2 separate regions of the Mus musculus genome follow, and region 2 is linked to region 1. A link is a contact called in public Hi-C data. All regions are on one chromosome and are shown on one strand. Each heading gives the region's core, a stretch centred on a gene start, on an enhancer-like site or on the middle of the called end of the contact. The rest is flanking DNA. Distances are from core to core; before and after follow the strand shown.

What was found. Hi-C and Micro-C count contacts between places; a contact is called where the count stands out from the background.
Region 2: a contact with region 1 is called in a Hi-C map of liver, with 2.8 times the contacts expected there. The contact joins two enhancer-like sites. A contact is called at or near these places in 4 of 484 Hi-C or Micro-C datasets (cerebellar granule neurons, liver and nephron progenitors) and 2 of 115 datasets of contacts at active chromatin or transcription factors (embryonic stem cells and extraembryonic endoderm stem cells).

The regions. Positions count from the first base shown.
Region 1 is chr3:27,489,617-27,492,503 of GRCm38.p6, forward strand. It overlaps Fndc3b (fibronectin type III domain containing 3B), which reads right to left. Exons shown (of 26, transcript NM_173182.3): 10 at 1,409-1,547. Among named protein-coding and RNA genes, the nearest start is that of Gm32738, 8.6 kb to the left of the region's middle. Within about 2 kb of position 1,440, at least 15 of the 459 cell types and tissues checked have an H3K27ac peak or open chromatin away from gene starts, as enhancers often do. A contact at or near this core is called in liver, where this site is marked.
Region 2 is chr3:27,606,255-27,608,957 of GRCm38.p6, forward strand. All of the region lies in intron 3 of Fndc3b (fibronectin type III domain containing 3B), which reads right to left. Among named protein-coding and RNA genes, the nearest start is that of Mir3092, 23 kb to the left of the region's middle. Within about 2 kb of position 1,362, at least 221 of the 459 cell types and tissues checked have an H3K27ac peak or open chromatin away from gene starts, as enhancers often do. A contact at or near this core is called in liver, where this site is marked.

The DNA.
Region 1 (2,887 bases), core at 190-2,689:
GTCATGGTCTTCTCCCATGTCATTGCTGACTCACAGGACCCCAGACGTTCTCTGGCTCTCAGTTTTCTGTGGAGCCCAGAACAGACAGCTGCCAGAGACAGTCTCTGGTGCGCATGCCTTTACACAGTTCCCTGGGAGTACATTTAAATAGAAGTTGGGCTGAATCCAGGAGCATAGTTATGTTTTCAGACAACTGAATGGAACAAGAAGGTATCTCTGTTTCCGAGTGACCTCTCTGGAAGCTGCTGGTCCCCCTGAGACCCGAATGCCACCCAAGCAGAGAGCATAGACATTTCAGTGATTCCCAACTTTAAGTTTGTAAGACCCCGGGGTCCCTCTGGTAATCTTCCGATTTCTTGTATTTTATCAAAAGCAATAGATTTTAGTTCTTCCCTTTGGAGAAGCTAGGTTTATATTAGCGTCGGTGAGCGTCTTTTTAAATGGATGCACATTTGCTGAGGCACTGAGCAACGGTGATGACCAGTCGGGTGCTAAAACTCTGAAAAGGTCACTGACCTGTGTTATCCCTGGCAGCCGGGAAGGAAAATAAAAAAGTTCAGATTCTAAGCCGGTTCAACCTTTTTCCTCTGCCCCACTAACACAGTCAATGTCAGCCACTGACTCTGAGCACACGGCCACCCAGCAGGGTGCGGAGAAGCCTGGCTACGCTGCTCCTCTCTCCCAAGCCCCCTCACCCCTCCACACTCCGGAACCATAAGCCTCCGGCACCTCCATCTATCTATCTGACGCGCTCTAACTACATTTTAAGATATCAAGACACAGAAATAATAAGGGTTGTAAAGGGTGATAATGAGCATCTATTTCCGTGAGAACAGCAACCGGTGAATAACAGGTTAAAGGCAGAGCCCACCCTAGGACCACGCTAGACGATGGTTATTTTTAGACAGTATACTGAAGCACTACATAGAGTTCAGGCTGTTAAAAATAGGAATCCTGATTGAGCTAATGACTAATTAGTGAAAATTAATGAAACCTTAATAGAGTATAGGACACAATATATTCTGGGACGCTTTAACTATATTTCAGCTTAGGACGAATGCAAAAGAACTCAATCCTACTTTATCTCTAAAGCTTCAAACTGCATTCTGAAGTTTACAAAATTTGTAAAAATGCACTAAAGTAGTAGAAAATGGAGGTGTTTTAAGTATTTCTATCACTTGTGATACATCAGGAGATACATTTACCAAGGTCCTGAGAAGGTGCCCACTCCGGACCTGGCAGACCCTTCCTTCTACCTTTTCCGCTTGGCTTGTATGGCAACTTCTGATGCATCCTAACCAGGTTCACACAGTGATTACACAGGAAGCCACACCCCATTGCAAAACGGAATATTTGAAAGGGCCACTGCCTGCCGTGAACATTATTTTTGGCACTTTGAACTACCCACCTTCCACTGCAGGGTAAGTGAACTTTTGCTCCTGTGTGCCAGCTTGGGAGGGAAGGGACATTCTGGTGCGCAGCTATGGGTGGTGAAGCTGACTGGCTCGGAGCAGGATCCCTTGACAGAATTGTACACGGCATATACCCTGCAAAGGAAACAGACAGACAGGGTGAGCATCGACACCTGAGACCCGAAAACAAGCTTCTGATCTCTGCCTCATCCACAGGCTTCACGGCTGAGCCAAGCGCCTTACCCAAGAGCACTCTGTGGCCTTGCCCTGACCTAGCCCTGGGCAACTACAGGGACAACCATCTCATTAGGTATTCCGTTCAGTGAGTCCCTCTCAGTCCCACTGCAATGGAGGTAACTCTGCTGACTGGAGAAGAATGTTCTACATAAGAAAGTGACCTTCAGTCCCTGAATAGCTTCCATACATACATTCTAAAAACCAACAAGCTTGACTTGGCCGTCTAGGAAGGCTTAAGTAGTACAGTAGTGGGTGTGAGTGGGTGTGAGTGAAACGTGACATTGCGTACTGACCGGAGCGCATAGGCTGCAGAGAACGTACAGAGGAACAAGGCGATAGGTGAAAGACACCTCAGAACTGCTCAGGCATGGTGTACACTGAGCTAAAAATACAGGTGCTCTACCCTAGAAACCTGCTGGCTACTGCCAAATGCATCTCTCTCCAATTCAACAAAGCCAGGGTTCCCACACAGTGCATGTACACGCCTACTTAATGTCCAGACGCAGCACCAAGATTAATGCTTTTCTCTCTGCACTCTGAAGCACTTGGCTCAGCATCCACATGTGCCTGACTGTAGGGTCAAAAAACAAAAAACAAAACCAAAAGGCAACAGGAGAATGCGTCCTGTATTTGTGTCACCTGCCCTGGGGAGGACATCATAGCGTGAGGCAAATGAATGATACTGATTGTGACGATGCTCCTGCCCAGCCCAGCCGGGCAGAGCAAAGGCTGCCTGCCCTGTGCACACAGTTGAGGAGGGATGTGAAGGGCCAAACGGGCATGGCAGTGATCCAGCAAGATCACTGCTGTGTCAGGATAGACTCAAATGAACCGTACTTTGTTCTAGACAGGGTCAGGCTCTAGCTTACATTTTATTATATTAGAATTCCCCAGCTGAAGTCTTAATGGTTGTACTTAGACCAGGATACATGTGTGCTGTTGGAAAGGGACCTGGTGTCTTTAAATACAAGAGCCACTTACACATTTTAGGATGAGACTAAGATCACCACAAAGGGGGACAATGAGATCCTGAGCACAGCAGTGCATGCCTCTGATTCTGTCTCGGGGCAATCTGAGTTTGAAGGTGCCTGGGCTATTGTCTTAGTGATGTTCCTTGTCAACTTAGCACAAGCTGGAGCCATTTGAGAAGAGGGAGGGAGCCTCCGAGAGAAAATCCTACCATCAGACTATGGGCACTGCCATTCCTGGGTAGGTGGTCCCTCCACAGTGTAAGAAAA
Region 2 (2,703 bases), core at 112-2,611, 120 kb after region 1:
AAGCTGACAGCAGGTTGTCCCTCAATATTATATTCTATCTCATTTTTAAGGCAGGATCTCTCCCTGAACCTGGAGCTCACTGTACCAGCAAGCCTGGCCAGCCAGCAGTCTTCGGGAATGACACCCTGCCCGCCTGTGTTCTACCTCATGGCCCACTGCTAGAATTACATGCACTCTACTGGGCGGCCTTTCCCAGGAGTACTGAGCCTAGGCCCTTGTCCTCCCATTTGCAAAGCTAGCATTCTAATGGCAGGGCTATCTCCCTGATCTCTTCATCTCTGATATTCCTGCCACATCAACTGAACTCCTGAAAACACCTGAATGGTTCTCTCTAGCCTGCCACCACAATGCCGCCTCAAAACTGTGCCAGAAAAAGCTATAGAGCTTTCAGTCTGAGGTTCCACAAAAGCCACTACTGTAGAATATGGCCCTGCCCGAGGCGACAGTTTCACCCACAAGATGAAAAAGGTGGCTCACATCAGTGGTTTCTCAGTACTGTAGCCTGTGAGCCCAGGGCTGTCAGGAGAGAAATGCCACGGGTCACCACAGGAGCAAGAGAAGCAGGTTAAGCTCAGAGAGGCCAGCCTTCACACTCAACCTTCCGTGGGCATCAGAGTGAGAACAACGAAAGAAACAGTCCACATTAACTCTCTTAAAGCAGAGGACACCAAGGAATTGTCTCTGGATTTGTTCAAATAAACATGCTGGTACTGAAGGCCAGCTGAAATGTAAGGACATAAGAAGTATCTAATTGGTAGCTGCTGCCGTGGGTGGAAACCGCACACCAGGGCGACCTGAGCCTGCACAACTTCTGAGTCTTCCAAGTGAGTGGCGCCTGCAGCTTCTGAATCCTGGGCTTGAGTTCTGACCGGGCTTCTTTCACAGAGACTTACACTCCACTTGTTAACTTTGTAGTATCTCTACTGTGTCCAGCCTCCCCACCCCCACCCCCAATCTTTCTGCACACTGCAGAGGATGTCTGAGCGCTCAGATAGACTCCCCCAGCAAGTGTGTGGCCTGGGAAGCCTACAGCATGCAGTCCAGCTTTCTCCAACATCTCTCAGGGCAGACGGGGTATCACCCCACCCCAGAAGTTTGTGCCTACTGATAAGCACCCCTCCCTAGAGGCAAACAAATCACAGATTCTTGGGGCAGTCATCACCCTCCCCAGAGTCTCCCTCCTCCTCCCTTCCTATAAGAAAGGTGTCTTTCAAGTCTATCTACAGGGAAACCTGAACAGTTAGGCACTCTCCCTCCCTGTTTGCTCCTTCTCTGGCTGGAGACGCCCACCTTCCTGGCTCCCCGCTCAGCACACTGAGGTGCTCTGTTCTGCTCAGTGGCAGGAGGCCACGTCAGCAGGAAGCAGCATTGGCTGCCAGGTCACATTCAAGGCTGTCTGGAGCAGGGCAGCCCGCAGCCTAAGACAGAGGCTGCCTCTGTGGCTTTTCTCCAGCCTAGAGGAAGGCAGCCTCTGAACATTACAGCAACAAGAGCTTAAGGGGAGACACCAAACACCTTGGTTCTGTCTCCCCGTTTCTAAATGTTCCCCAAATAGCTGTAGTTACAGTAATCCCCCCTCTTTTTCCCCTCAGAGCACTCACTGTACTACTTCCAAATTTGTATTTGGAAAAGGCTGCCACAAGCCAAATCAAACTTCATCGTGGCTTTCTGGCTCCCGAGCCCGACAGAGGAAATTCTACAAACCCAACCGACCAATCTCAGCAGCCCTGATAGGCATGAGTCAGGGTGGAAAACTTGACCTAAGGGGCTGACGCAGAACAGTGGTCAGTGCGGGTCTTTCTTCTTTCTTCTGAACTCACACAGTAAATACTGTATACAAAGAAGCCATGTCAGATGCCAGGTGACACCTCACAGGACGGATTCATGACAAGCAACAAGTCAGCCACCCTGTTCAGACACTCTGAATGAAGGACAATCCCGTATTCATGAAGCTGCCTCATTAAAGTCCAAATCGAACCCATCTGTGGCAACCAATATGTGCTAGACCAGCAAATGCAAAGATGAGCGATGGAAGTCTCTAGAAGCTTTATAACGTAAAAGACAGATTTTACAAAGAGGCTAGGTAAAACATAATAGATACAACCCGTAACACTGACAAACATGCCCCCTCACACAGCACGCCCACTAAGTGTAAATGTGGCTACATGTCAATATGTATATACTTCTGGAGGAGGAGGAGGAGGAGAAGGAGGAGGAGGAGGACGAGGACGAGGATGAGGACGAGGACGAGGAGGAGGAGGAGGAGGAGGAGTTGGGCTTGGCAGTACTTGTCTAACTCCAGAGCAGGTTGGTGGAGGACACAGGCAGGGGCATATTCCTCTTGCTCTCTGCTTTAGTGAGACTCTACCTCAAGAAACAAGGTGGACAGCAGTAAAGGAAGGCAATGCTGGGCTTGGGTGCCATAGAATATGGGCTTCTACATGTGTTCAAAGATGATAATGCCTAAACAAACCAGTCATATTTCTGCAACTGGGATGTAGAAACAATCCAAAACAATTCCTTTTTTGTTTAGACAAACACAAACATATAAAATGATTATGCAAACACCAAATTAAAAAAGACACACAGCAGTTTGTGATTTTGAAGTCTAATTAAATCTAGATGAGAGACTGAAAAATCAACTTAGTCTCTTTTCTTGATACCAAGGAATATCTTTCTCTCAGTTTAACATCTTTTGTGGGA